Regions from separate parts of the Pan troglodytes genome. Here regions 2, 3 and 4 are each linked to region 1. A link is a contact called in public Hi-C and HiChIP or PLAC-seq data. All regions are on one chromosome and are shown on one strand. The core of a region is the stretch at or near the end of the contact, and the rest is flanking DNA. Distances in the headings are between cores, read along the strand shown.

Region 1 (3,447 bases), core at 885-3,384:
AGCATCAAAACCTTGATTTTGATTTTTCTAGGTACTGAAACAGCCTTTATTACTTAGAGACCATAGCTTTTTTGCAAGTTACTATTCCCTGCATTTAGAAAGTTCATCTTTAAACAGGCAATTCAGTAAGTAAATATTCTATGGCTCTAAAACAGATACGGCTGTTGGAGACTTTAAAACATCTGACAGTTACATTTTTAATGTTGTCTACCAAGGCTATTACATTTCCTCTGTCAAAGTAACTTAATTTTAAAAACGAACTCTGTGCTTGTTAAACGAAAAGGCCAGAAGCTACTGGCTACTCAGCGTTCATTTGAAATTCTTATAGTGCCTTCAGTACAATTCAAACTTAGAGGTGATTCTCAGAATTCGTGTGAAGCAACATTTTACAAAAAAAATCACCTACATTCACTGTTAAGTCAGAAGACAGAATGATTAACAAAATCTCAGCCGCGAATTACTCTCACGATGGCCAACTGGATATTAAATAACTTTGCATTATTTTAATGGAATGTTATAAAGGATTTGCAACAAAATGCAGACGTAGATTTAGGGACTGCCGACTTCTATAGATCAAGGACTTCATTGGTGCAGCTGAGGAAATTCTTCCAAACAAGTCTAAATGTTGGAAATCCACCAAACTGCAGAGAAAGACCTCTTGCCTCCGTATTCTTTCTTCATCTGTAAAAATGTTGACTTCTGCTTTTCAGACTACGCGCACAGGCTCTTTATTTCCTACTGCGGCTTCATTCCCTCACGGAACACTGACGCCATCGCGAAGGAAGCATTTCGAGCACGACTGACGCTCCCCTTATTATTTGCTAAGCCGCTGCGCTCGGGTCTGGCTACGATTTGCTTTCGGAATAACGGGAAGGTGCAACAAGATCGCTTCCCTAGAGGCGCGTCGCCCGCGTGGCCCGGACCCCCCACGCCCGCCCGCCGCCCCGTGGGTGCGCACGCGTGTCCGCGCAGGCTTCCCGCCTGGCGAGTGCAAGGCTCCTCTCCGCCGTGCTGCTTTCCAGCCTCTCAGATCACGAACACCGAAAGAAGCCACGGCGGCGACGGGAGGGGCGTCGCGCGTGCTTCCCTCGGCGACAAAGCGGGAGCCGGGCGCGCCGGCCGAGGGCGCCCGGCGCAGAGTCCCGCAGAGGCGGACGCCGCGGCACGCGCCTCGAAAAGCCTCAAACTCTTATCCTCGGCTCTCCCGCACCACCTCCGCCCCGCAGCCAAGACCCGCGCCGTGGCGGGCCCGACGGCCAACGAAAGCCCACCAGCCCTCCGCACCGTGGGCGACGGGCCAAGACCCGGCCCTAAACGGCCAGACCCAGCCCCTAGTCGGCTGCCGCCCCCGCCCCCGCCCCACGCAGGCGCGCTCCGGGGCCCTCCCCTCCCCCACCGCGCGCACGCGGAGCCCGACGGGGGCGGAGCGACCCTCGGAAGGGGCGTGGCGACCGGGCTCGACGCGCGCACGCGCTCTGGAGCCCCACGGCTACGTGTCGGGCCACGTGATGCCCACCCCGAAAGTCCCCCGTGAAGCAACAGGACGTTAAAAAAAAATTTCTCTTCTGCGGGGTGGATAAGAGGTTCTGAAAAAACTATAGTAACGGGAGGCGAGGCGGAGGCAGCGCTGGCGCGTCCCGCTGGAATTCCTCTCGCCTGCCGCGCCAGCCCCGACCGCGCCCGCAGCCCCACCCGCCCCGTGCCGTGGAAAGCCCCGCGCCCCCCCCCGCGGCCGTCGGCCCCGCAGCCCACACCCACCCGCCCCGGGCGCCCCGCACGGCGGCGACCCAGTCCCTGCGCCCAGGCCCGCCGAGCGCCGCAGTCCGTCACGCTCCCGTTGCCCCCGTCGCCCGCCCCGCCGGGGAGGCAGGGAGGAGGGGGCGCGGCGCCGGCGGCTGCCCAGGTCGGGGGGCGGCGGGCAGCGGGAGCGCGCCGGCCGGGACCCGCTAACGGCCGCCGGCCCCGCCCGCCGCCCGCCCCCGGCCCTCCCCGCGCCGCTGCCCCTCCCCCCGCCGCCGCCGCTGCTGCCGCCGCCGCTGGCAGCGCCGCCTGAACTGAGGCGAACTCCGCCGCCAAGTGAGTGAGGAGGAGGAGGAGGAGGAGGAGGAGAAGGAGGAGGAGGAAGAGGAGGAGCGCAGTCGGAGCGCGGCGGCAGCGGCAGAGGCGCCGCGGCGGGGACCAGCCCAGAGAGACCCCCCGAGCCCGCGGCACAGGCGGCGGCGGCGCTGAGCGGGCTCGACCAGCCGAGCGAGCGGCGGCCCCGGCTCCTCCTCGTCCGGCGCCAGCAGCCCGCGCCCCGCGCCCGCACTCGGCCAGCCGAGACCCGCCTCCCGCCAGCCCGCCGGCCTCGTGAGGGACGCGCCGAGCCGGGCGGCCGAGAGCGGCGGCGGCTGGGAGCGCGTCGGGCCCGGGCGGAAAGTGCCTGCGGGGGGCGGGCGAGCGCGCGGTGCCGGCCGCCCCGGGGCTCGGCGCGGGAGCCAGAGCGGGAGCCGGCGCGGATTGGGACGCCGGGTCCCGAGCGGCCCGCGGCCGGGGCTCGCCCCCGCCCCTCCCTCCTCTCCGGCGGCGGCGGCGGCGGCGGCGGCGGGCGGAGTGAGCTGCGGAGCCTGGAATATGGTCGGGGAAATGGAAACGAAGGAGAAGCCGAAGCCCACCCCAGATTACCTGATGCAGCTGATGAACGACAAGAAGCTCATGAGCAGCCTGCCCAACTTCTGCGGGATCTTCAACCACCTCGAGCGGCTGCTGGACGAAGGTGAGCGTCTCCAGGGCCCCGGCCCCGGCCCGACCCCCGCCGGGGCGGCCCCTTTCCCCGCTTGGGATGGTGGGGAGGGCGGGAAGGTCACGGCCGGGCGGGACCGAGCGCCGGGGGGACTGGGAGGCCCGGAGGGCGCACAAAGGAGGTGCCGGGCCGGGCTTGCGGCGGGCGGGCGGGCCGGGGTGGACCCGCCGGTGCCGGACGCCCCCTGCCCGGCCGGGACCCCGCGCCGCTGGCGTCCAAGTTTGCGCGCTGCGGAGGGCTGCGGGGTGAGCCCTGCGGCCCCTCTAGCTTTGGCGGTCACATTTCCGAGAGGTCGGCGGGGGCTGCGCGGACTCGGTGGTCCTCGCCGAGCCCTCCCGAGAGCAGGCCCACGCCGCGCCGCCGGCCTGGAGGACGCGTGTCCCCGGCGCGGGCCCCGCTCCTCCGCTCGGCCTCCCGAGCCTGCTTTGCGCGGACCCCCACCGCCCCGCGTTCGGGATCTCTCCCCTCCCGTGAGGACTAAAGCGGGGTTTCGTGGTTGGGGAGTTGGTGCAGCTGTTAAACACTAAGTGGAAGTCAGTGTGGGGCTCGTTAGTTTAAAGAAATTCCGTAGGAGACCGAAATTATGCTGGCGTAGCCGACAAGGAGGACTAAGTGACGGCGAAAAGCACTTTTTTCCCTTTTGTTTGGGGAAGCGAGAACTGTTA
Region 2 (3,305 bases), core at 593-3,092, 690 kb after region 1:
TCCTATCCTCCACCTGTAGGCCCGCCTTCTCCACCTGCAGTCTCCTATCCTCCACCTGTAGGCCCGCCTTCTCCACCTGCAGGCTCCTATCCTCCACCTGCAGCCCCCCTCCTCCACCTGCAGGCCCCCCTCCTCCACCTGCAGGCCACCTTCCTCCATCTGCAGGCCACCTTCCTCCATCTGCAGCCCCCCTCCTCCACCTGCAGGCTCCTATCCTCCACCTGCAGGCCCCCCTTCTCCACCTGCAGGCCCCCCTCCTCCACCTGCAGGCCACCTTCCTCCATCTGCAGCCCCCCTCCTCCACCTGCAGTCTCCTATCCTCCACCTGCAGGCCCCCCTTCTCCACCTGCAGGCCCCCCTTCTCCACCTGCAGGCCCCCCTCCTCCACCTGCAGGCCCCCCTCCTCCACCTGCAGGCCCCCCTCCTCCACCTGCAGGCCCCCCTCCTCCACCTGCAGGCCCCGCTTCTCCACCCGCAGGCCCCCCTCCTCCACCCGCAGGCCCCCCTCCTCCACCTGCAGGCCCCCCTCCTCCACCTGCAGGCCCCCCTCCTCCACCTGCAGGCCCCCCTCCTCCACCTGCAGGCTCCCCTCCTCCACCTGCAGGCTCCTCTCCTCCACCTGCAGGTCCCTCTCCTCCACCTGCAGGCTCCCCTCCTCCACCTGCAGGCTCTTCTCCTCCACCTGCAGGCTCTCCTGCGCCCCAGGTCACTACCTTGCTTTCCTTGGGTTCCTCCAGCACTTGCTGCACATCCTGGCCAGGAGTCTCAGTATCTGCTCTTCCCTCAGCCGGGTCCTTCACATCACTGGGGCCTCAAGTCAAAGGCCATCTCCCAAGACGCTTTCCCTGGGAAGTCACCAGGTTTTGTCTCTAGCTGCCCTGCTTTGTCCCCTTCCTAGGCATTGTTTTTTTTTTTTTTTTTCTGGTTTATGACAGCCTTCCTGCAGAGGACAATGGCTCCTGGGCAGCTGCGACCTGCCCTGAATTTCCATTCCTTTACCCCAGAATCTATTATAAAATAGAGCCTGGTGCATTCAATAAATATTTGTTGAATGAATAAATAAATGTTATAATCCCCAGTGACAAAGCAAAATCCATTATTATGTGTGTTAAATCTTTCCTTTGCTATGTTTTCAGAATTAGATTGATAGGAACAGAAAGAAAGGGTTGATTGTTTTCTTATTCTCCTTCTGTCTCGCTCTCTCTCTCTCTCTGAAAATTACAATGGGAGAAAAAAATAAGAGGACACTAAATGCGCACTGTTTCTTCTAAGAACATACTCCAATTAGTGGCAATACTGTGAAAAGTAGGCAAATGGAGAAAAACTCTTTCCTCCCCCTAAACAATCTTCCACTTTTCCCACTTTTCTCTCTCCTTGATTCTCTGTGTAAGGAGCTGGTATAACCATGATTCAGAAAACTCCAACCCAGCTGCAAATGAACTAATCATTTGTTAGGAAATAGACCTTAAACAATGAAAATAGACTTTTCCCCTTCCAACTTCAAAAGTATTTCACTGTTTTTCTCTTCTTCTTCCAACTGCATAATCCTCTGCTCCAGCCATGGCCCCTCCCCCTCCTCCCCAGGTGGTCTCTTTGTGTTAATGCAGGGTCATAGCGAAGCAGTTGCTTCTGATGTTCTACCAAATTCCATTAAAAATGAAACATATATGTTACTCCGATTTTATGTCTTGTCAGTCAGAAGCATGGGACACATTTTGCCGAAGGGGAAAGAGCCGTGGAAGCCAGGGGGTTAAACTCATTTTTAATTTGCCCACAGATGGATGCACCCAGCTTTTCCTTTATCTGAGAAGCCTACATCCATAGGACTGCAATAACAAATATCCAGGAAGCTGCATTCACTGTGAAATTCAACAAAGGGAATTAGCCACAGTATGTGAACAGTAACTTTAAATAGCAGAAGCGACAAAGAGAACTGTGGCTGATAAATGAAAACTAGTAATTACAATATTAGTACCCTTTCCACATTAAGTTTCTAAGCCACATTAAAAGGTTGCTCACAATTCCACTTTTCCTTTCTCTCATCAAAATAGAGCAAAATAAAATATAATAGAGACAAATTGCCAGCATAAAATATTCTTACACATAATGCAATTTCTAACTGTAACAATTAATTTTAAAATATTTTTTAAAAACTTAAAAATATTTTTATAAAGATTATTTTACCAGGCCAGCCCCAAGGGAAGAAGCGAAACAAACCTCATTTTTCTCAGCCTTCATCCAGGAGGAATGGACTGTAGCCTTTCTCTTTAATATTTAATCTAAACTTTATTAATTTTTTTTTAAAATAAAAAGATTCTGTGTCTAATTTATGCTCACCTCCAGGACTGCTCTAAAGCATGGCTCATGTGATGTAAGGCCTACATAAAATGCCATATTATCTGGAGCTTGCTTTATTATCATTTTAGTTTAGCCATATTTTTCTTTCTTAGCTTTAAAAAGCATTGATCTGAAGCAAGCCCTTGCACTGAAACTGTCTACACTGCAAGAACGCTATGGAAAGGAAAGCAGAAAAATAGCAGGGCTTCTATTCTCTGAAGACCCATCACCAGGAGCTGCAGGCTACCATCATTCCACTTCCCACCATTCAGCTGATGAGAAAGTAAAAAGGGTGCCCCAAGAATGGTTTTCCATATCAACAGCCTTCAGAATGAGATGCACTGGGCCTGTCTCATCTAGTTCTCTGTAGTTGATTCTTCTCACCTGATGAACTGTTTTCATTCTTGGCTGAACATTTTAAGAAGGCCAAAAATAGTCACATGGGTATCCTAGCATCATAAGTGAAATGAAAATCAATAGGAAGCTGCAGATGCTTAGAAAACTAATCACTTAAGGGACACATAGTGGACCTTTAATCCTTTGAAGGCCTGTCAAGAAGATGAAGTAGACTTATTCTGTGTGATTCTAGAAGGGTAGAACTAAGATCAACAGGTGGAAGTTGCATGATGAAATATTATAACCCAACATAAGAATTTTCTCGCAATTAGACTCGTTTAAAAAATAAATCGATTTCCTTGCAAAGTAGGCAACTCCTGATCCCTGGCAGGGCCCCAGAGTCATGGACTGATGCCACTGTCCGGTGTACTACTGACTACTGAAAAGTTTGGTGCCTTACCACATGGCAGAGATTGCTATTTGTCCACAGAAATTCAGCCTTTCCCAACCACAGAAAACACTTGTCCCTAAGAAATGGCTGCTGAGCTGGCGACCCCACTTCTCAGCCTTGTTTCCATACCTCTTGGGTCTTGTGAGACGTTCTCACCATGAGAATGTGAGCAGAAGCCATA
Region 3 (3,181 bases), core at 303-2,802, 550 kb before region 1:
AAAGAAGAAATACAGAGTGAGGGACTTAAAAATATTGAAATGGCTTTCAAAATAAAATAATCCCAAAATATGGTACGAGACAACAGAGAGATCAGAGAAGCAAATAGCCAGGAAGAAGCTCTCCTGTCAATTTGAATGTAACTTATGACAAGGGACATGGGAATAGATACCCCCAATCGTCCCAGCGGCGTGTGTTCCCACCCCAGCTTCCCAGCGCCCCAACTCCCTGCTTCTGGGAAGTTTAGTCATGTTTTCTCCACTGGAGATGCCTCCATAGGGCGTAGCAGTTCCTGGAGCACAGTGGACACTGGGTGGGAGACAGGTGATTTAACTGGCCTTCCTTGGGCACCAGTGAACAGATGTTGTTGCTAGTCAGTTATGGCCCCTTCTCACGGAGTCCAGGTTCAGGTTCTGCCCCTCATTTCTCAGACAGCGTCCCAGGCCACCTCCACCCATGCCGGACTTTATGCCTTCCTTGACCGGGAGGGCCACTTATCCTTGTTCAGGTCCAAAGCTGCGAGTTTGAGTTTTGTTGTTGTTGTTATTATTGTTGTGTTTAGAGACTTGGTCTGGCTCTGTCACCCAGGCTGGAGTGCAGGGGTGTGATTACAGCTCACTGCGGCCTCGAACTTCTAGGATCAAAAGAGATCCTCCCACCTCAGCCTCCCGAGTAGCTGGGACTACAGTAGCGTGCCACCATGCCCGGTAATTTTTTAAATTTTTTGTAGAGATAGGGTCTCACTCTTTTGTCCAGTCTGGTCTTGAACTCCTGGCCTCAAGCTATCTTCCCACTTCGGCCTCCCAAAGTGCTGGGATTATAGGCATGAGCCACCGCACCTGGCCTAAAAGTGCATTGTGCATATAGCCGTGGAAGTGCTGAATTGTATTGTTATCAGGTACTTTAATAGTGATACATTTAACCGGCTGTGTGGCCTTGGGAGAGTCATTTCAACATGATGAAGGTCCAAGCCCAGGAGATGATCAGAGAATCATCCCGAGTCTCCTGCAGCCCTGGAGCATCTTCTGGTAGCAAATAATATAAACAGGTATCTTAATAGGTGAGCGGCACGTCTCGAAGAAAAAAATCTCTCCACACAAATGGTAAAGGTCTTGAAGGAGCACCAGATCTGTAGCGCGTGCAGCACCACACTTTTCATATATGATGTGATTAGTGTAAATGAGTAGTTGATTTTGCTTCATAAGTCAAATGATGATTCTTTTACAAATAGCCGTTTGAATAATTCTTTACACCTGCTACTTAGCCATAGTTTTGCTGGAAGGATTGAGTTTTCTTCTGAAGACACAGCACTACTCTGAAGCTTATTTCCCCCTGAATTTTGTTTTTCCCATTTTTGGCTGAGAAGGCATCTGGAGTGACTCCAGCGGGTTTACCTAGGTTTTCCCTGAAGAGGTTTAGGTGATTAGACAATAACAGAAGGAAAAGTAGAGTTGCCAGTAGGTGGCTCACTGTGAATGTGCTTGGGACAGGATCAGACATGTCACCCCTCCTCCACTTAGCCTTTGTTTTCAATCCCTGCTGCTTTGAGCCTTTTTCTATAATGTCTGAGTCATTTGCAGGGGGGTGGGTAAAGAGGGGAGAAAGAAGAAAGCAAGCAAGCAACAGCCTTTGAGCTCCGGAATAGCAAAGGCCCCCATCTTGCTCCGAGAGTTCACAGAGTATAGCCCAGTCCGAGTTCTCTTTTCCATGCACACTTGCTTGTTCTTTTGTTCCTTGTGTCCTTGGCAAAGACTGAAAGAACTAAGCCTGTAATACTTGGGCCCTCCCGTGTCACTTAAGAAATAATAAGCCATTGTCCTCATTAAGCCACCCTTGTTTTAGCAAATAGAATCCAGATACTGGAGAGGGAACATTTTGAAGGGAGGCAGAATTAGAGTAGAGATGCTTTACAAAATTCCCTAGAGAAACTGCTTTGTTTCTCCTATTTTATTGCTCCTTACTGAGAAGATTCATATTCAAATGGGTTGGGGTTGTGAATAGTGGCTTGCACATTCTCATGCACCCAGGAAGGCTATGATTATGGCTAATTACAATGAAGAATGAAGCTCTAACAAGAGTGTTCCATCAGATTGTCATTCATGCATGAAGTAACTTAGGCTGGCCAATGGAGGTGTGATTTTGGTAATTACAAACAATGTGGCTATTTGAAAAATGCTTAGTAAATCTGTTCAAGACAAAATAAGGTCTAATTAATCACTTTAGCTCTGAATTCTCCAGATGATCCATTTGCTCTGTTTTTTTTTTTTAAATTTAAGGTCTCTTTAATAAACTAGATCTAAGATATAAAATATGTTCTTGTTGCCCACACTTAAATGCAACTGTGTTACCTGTTTCAAAGGCTTCTTAATTCTGCCAATCATGTTGCAACCTGCTTTTAATGCAACTTGACAGAAGGCTTTTAAAAATAAATGCGTGTATATTCTTCTTGTTACCTGACAAGAAAATGGTTTATGAAAAGTTACTGTAAAACATTAACTATTAATTTAGAAGCCATATTGGTATCATCATTGTGCTGACATATATTAACTCTTGAATATTCGGTGAATGTTGTGTTTAGCACTTAAGTAATGTCTAACTATATGTATTAGTTTGTTTTCACACTGCTATAAAGAACTACCTGAGACTGCATAATTTCTAAACAAAAGAGTTTTAATTTACTCACAGTTCCACATGGCGGGGGAGGCCTCAGGAAACTTAACAATCACAGTGGAAGGCAAAGGGGAAGCAAGGCATATCTTACATGGCAGCAGGAGAGAGATAGAGAAGGCGGAAGTGCCACACTTTTAAACCATCAGATCTCATGAGAACTCACTCGCTATTATGAGAACAGCATGGGGGAACTGCCCCCAAGATCCAGTCATCTCCCACCAAGTCCCTCCTTTGACCCATGGGTATAACAATTCAAGATGAGATTTGGGTGGGGACACAGAGCCAAACCAATCACTATATTATAGGGGAGAAAAAGTAATATATTTTCCTTACCTATCACAAGGTTCGTGGCTGAGACCCTTAGAGCAAAGGACAGAGTAACAAGAGAAAAACATCACATTTATTTAATAGAGGTTATGTGACGTGGGAGCCTTCAGAAATGGAGACCCAAAGAAACAGAGATGTGTGTACTTTTATGGACAGGCATGCAGAAGTAAGACTGGAGGATGAAAT
Region 4 (3,627 bases), core at 861-3,360, 680 kb before region 1:
GAAAAAAAAAAAAAAGACGTGTGTCTAATTTCAGAATTAGGCAATGCAACTAATTGAATATTTTATTGCACATTGTCCATGATCTTATATGTAAGGCACATTTCCTAGGGAAAGCAGGCATGGATTTAATCATTTATGTTGTACTGCACACTTATTTGCACTATGTAAAACCATGGCTGGAGTGAGAGAAATAATACTTTTAAAAACCAACCTTATATTCTCCATGTCATTACCAGTAATTGATAACTGTTTAATCATCAACTCCAAAGATATTTCTTCCTTATTGGAAGAATTCCAGATAAAACTAAACAGAACTGTCCAAACATATTTCATCCTAATAAAGTTATTTATATAATCACTTATTAGGTCATAACTTATAACTGAGTAATGTTCTTTAGATCTTAAGTGCTTGTCTTTATATAGCTTTACAATAAATTTGTTTCTCTTAAAATTATCTGTGCACTAGGTTAAGTTAAATTAAAATAAAATGTATTTAACTGTCTTCAAAATAAGGTATAGGCTATTTTCTTCCTGTAGACTGACAGCACAGATATTGGAAAATCTCTTCTACTTGGTTTTCTGATTCAGTTCAAACTTGTGCTTGCAAGTGAATCTTACGTAAATGTCACCTAAAAAGAGCTCAAGAAGACTCATAAAAAATATTTTTTTCGTAATTTGATTAACTTTCAAGTCATTCACCAAAAGTCAGACCATGCTAGAAAGGGAAGAAAAGTTGGATAACATTCTTGTTTTACCACAAAGACAATGCCAGTTAGCTGGCTTGATTCTCCCACTGATGGGGAGAATGTTTACATTTTAACAATAACTTCACAAATAAACAGATGTAAGAAGTGTTTTCAGTGCATAAAGATCACATATTTTATAAATCCACCTCTCATCTTTCTTCTGGACAGACCACATCTGACTTCGAACGTACTTACTGCAATCAAAAGTGTTTTGTAAAGGACCCTCCTCAGGAATAAACAAGCTCACTAAACCCTCCAAACATAACCTGGAGAAACCTCCACAATAATGAAACCCCATCTAGCACTGTTTTTTAAACATACGGTGCATTTCCATTAATTTTCAGGGATAGCCCCTAAAGTAACTTTTGGCTCAACAACCCTGGAAGAGAGGAGCTTTGCTCATCTTACACATCAAATGTTCATGAACAACTCTGATGCCACTAAGTTTCGTTCACAAACTTGCACCTCGGTCGTTCTTTAACAAAAAAAAAAAATGGTTATTTTGCAAAAGGCAATAGATTTAATCTTGGCTACTATTTAATGTTTCTTTCATCTCAGCCCTCCAATGAGAAGTTTAAAAGGAAACATCCGAGGGAGCAAGTTTAGATCTATCTGGAGGAGTTTCTGTGGAGCCAGCCACCCTCACCAGGTGCCTTCCATTAGAGTTTAATGCTTTGCTGCGGTTTCCTGAAAGAGCCCCACAGAGAGTGGGTCTCGATGGGTCCTGAACCGCACCACAACCGGCCAGTGAGGTGAGGGGCGAAGGTGAGGGGCGAAGGTGAGGGGCGGCGGCGGGGCGAAGGCTTCGGGACCCCACACGGTCCGGGGGACCGCGAACGAGGAGCGGGGGTGCGGGGCCGCCTGGCGTCCCCGGCGAGGCGGTCTTCATGAGAACGCTCAGAGCAGGGGCGGGCGGGCGAGGGCTTCGAACGCACACACTGGGGCCCCGGACCCGCGTCGCTGAGCTGGGGAGCCCGGCGGCGCGGGCCGGGGACGGCACGGGCACTTTGGCCCCGTCATTGACAGTTGGCACCGGGGGTCCTGGTCGGCCGAGGCGGGGCGTGGCGCCATACCGGGGCGCAGGGCGGCGCAGAGAGGCTGTACCTGGCAGGTACCCACGTACCTATCATGGTCACTGGGTAGGTGGCGGCTGCGGGCCAGGAACAGGCCTATGCGCGCAGCGGCGCCAGCCGCGCCTCCCACCAGCGGCTCTCCTGGGTTAATCCTCCAGGCCTCCCCGCCCCAGCGCCCGGCCCTAGGAATGCGCACGCGCGGAGGGTACGCGGCCCAGGGCCTGCTGGGAGTCGTAGTTCTAACGCGTAGTTTCTCCTCACGCCTCCTGCCCCCAGCCCCCGACCGCCGCCCTTTCCGGCTTCAGGCCCAGGAATCTTACGTCACCGGGGGGGCGGGACTATGCGCCCGCCGTGTTGACCAGTCGCTTAGCAACCGGGAGGCTTACCTTTGGAAGCTTGTTGCAGCTCTTGCCACGGTCCTGCCCTCTTCCCGCCCCTCCCCTCCCCTAAACTCCCTTCACCTAGGAGCTGCCAAACATCTGGATCAACCTGGGCACTACGAGGGGTTGAATTTCTACCATTATCGCGCCTTTTGATATTTTTTTCCAGACCTCCTGCTCACATCCGTAAAGCCCACTGATTCTTTTACTACACTTTTTATGAGAACAAGACATTTTCTAGGAAGATGGTGGCAGAAAAAGAGACCCTGAGCTTAAACAAATGCCCAGACAAGATGCCGAAGAGGACCAAGCTGCTGGCACAACAGCCGCTCCCGGTGCACCAGCCTCACTCCCTGGTTTCTGAGGGCTTCACAGTCAAAGCCATGATGAAAAACTCAGTCGTAAGTGATCTTCCTGAATTAAATGCACTCGCTCTGAATCAGGGGACACGAGATTTACAGAGGTTGGCCAGCCCTAGGATGGACTCTGAGCCCATGTCCTGGGTGGTCTTTGCCAAAAAAGGCAGTTACTTGGCAAGTAGCAAACGGTGCCCCACAGTGTGTGGGGGGCAGGCTAGGTTGTTACAATCTTGGGCAAGTGATGTACTCTGCCCATTTATAAGCACCTTCCTGATAACTTATGGTTTCTGGACCGCCCAAAATTACTCTTAAGCTATTTACACGAGGAAAAAAGATCCCCTTTACTTACTAATTCCTAACTAGCCCCACTCAGCAAAGGGCCTTATAGAAGGTGAGTTCTTAGAAATCATAAACTCTTGCAAAATTTAACATGAGCTGATATACAACCGGGAACATAAACTCATGAAATAATCTATAATGAGAAATTTCTTCACTTCAACCTAGGAAATTTTAGAATATCCTAGCATTTGCTCTAACAACACTTGTCTCTTACAAAATGATGTCATCTTCTTAGAGTACTGAAAGCCAACTTAATATGAACACTGTTTCCTGACAGGCCTTTTAAGATGATGTGCTTTAAACAATACAAGCTTTAGCTCATATATCTCTGCTACTAATACAATTCATATTTCATCTCTATTATTTGTAGTAATAAAAATAAAATATTCTAAGTATCATTAGAGAAAAAAGATTAAAAATATATACAAATATTTTAGCTGTCTGCATGATAGTATATATATTTTAAACCTTCCTATTTGTTAAATAGCTTTACACTTGGTATGCTAAGACAGATTTTGCTACTGAGTAAGCACCTGTCTGGGAATGAGGCATTAAATAATAAATGCAGCTTTCAAATTTGTGTAATTTACACCCTGGGAAGATCTGAGTTATTACATGGCAATTCATTATGTTAAATGAATAGTGTTGTTTTCCAGTGTCACATTATTTCCTTTGCTTATAGGTTGCAAACCTGATAACTTATTCCTAAACGACATACTTAAAATACATG

The links. Hi-C and Micro-C count contacts between places; a contact is called where the count stands out from the background. HiChIP or PLAC-seq counts read pairs in DNA pulled down with a chosen protein or histone mark.
Region 2: a Hi-C map of stem cell-derived neural progenitor cells shows a contact between it and region 1, with 7 times the contacts expected there. The contact joins the enhancer-like site here to the promoter of QKI in region 1. A contact is called at or near these places in 2 of 7 Hi-C or Micro-C datasets (induced pluripotent stem cells and stem cell-derived neural progenitor cells) and 1 of 1 datasets of contacts at active chromatin or transcription factors (stem cell-derived excitatory neurons).
Region 3: a Hi-C map of stem cell-derived neural progenitor cells shows a contact between it and region 1, with 10 times the contacts expected there. The contact joins the enhancer-like site here to the promoter of QKI in region 1. A contact is called at or near these places in 3 of 7 Hi-C or Micro-C datasets (induced pluripotent stem cells and stem cell-derived neural progenitor cells), 1 of 1 datasets of contacts at active chromatin or transcription factors (stem cell-derived excitatory neurons) and 1 of 1 other capture datasets (stem cell-derived neural stem cells).
Region 4: a contact with region 1 is called in an H3K4me3 HiChIP or PLAC-seq map of stem cell-derived excitatory neurons, with 6 times the contacts expected there. The contact joins the promoter of PRKN here to the promoter of QKI in region 1. A contact is called at or near these places in 1 of 7 Hi-C or Micro-C datasets (stem cell-derived neural progenitor cells) and 1 of 1 datasets of contacts at active chromatin or transcription factors (stem cell-derived excitatory neurons).

Annotation. Positions count from the first base shown.
Region 1 is chr5:175,498,790-175,502,236 of NHGRI_mPanTro3-v2.0_pri, forward strand. QKI (QKI, KH domain containing RNA binding) reads left to right here and starts at 2,135. Exons shown (of 8, transcript XM_016956760.4): 1 at 2,135-2,755. The coding sequence starts at 2,614.
Region 2 is chr5:176,187,944-176,191,248 of NHGRI_mPanTro3-v2.0_pri, forward strand. No RefSeq gene overlaps it. Among named protein-coding and RNA genes, the nearest start is that of QKI, 690 kb to the left of the region's middle. Within about 2 kb of position 1,843, at least 8 of the 24 cell types and tissues checked have an H3K27ac peak or open chromatin away from gene starts, as enhancers often do. A contact at or near this core is called in stem cell-derived neural progenitor cells, where this site is marked.
Region 3 is chr5:174,948,254-174,951,434 of NHGRI_mPanTro3-v2.0_pri, forward strand. The region is part of intron 3 of PACRG (parkin coregulated); the gene reads left to right. Among named protein-coding and RNA genes, the nearest start is that of PRKN, 130 kb to the left of the region's middle. Within about 2 kb of position 1,553, at least 19 of the 24 cell types and tissues checked have an H3K27ac peak or open chromatin away from gene starts, as enhancers often do. A contact at or near this core is called in induced pluripotent stem cells, stem cell-derived excitatory neurons, stem cell-derived neural progenitor cells and 1 more, where this site is marked.
Region 4 is chr5:174,818,832-174,822,458 of NHGRI_mPanTro3-v2.0_pri, forward strand. It overlaps PRKN (parkin RBR E3 ubiquitin protein ligase), which reads right to left and starts at 2,111. Exons shown (of 12, transcript XM_054686972.2): 1 at 1,870-2,111. The coding sequence starts at 1,876. PACRG (parkin coregulated) reads left to right here and starts at 1,745. Exons shown (of 9, transcript XM_054686975.2): 1 at 1,745-1,885; 2 at 2,369-2,600. The coding sequence starts at 2,445.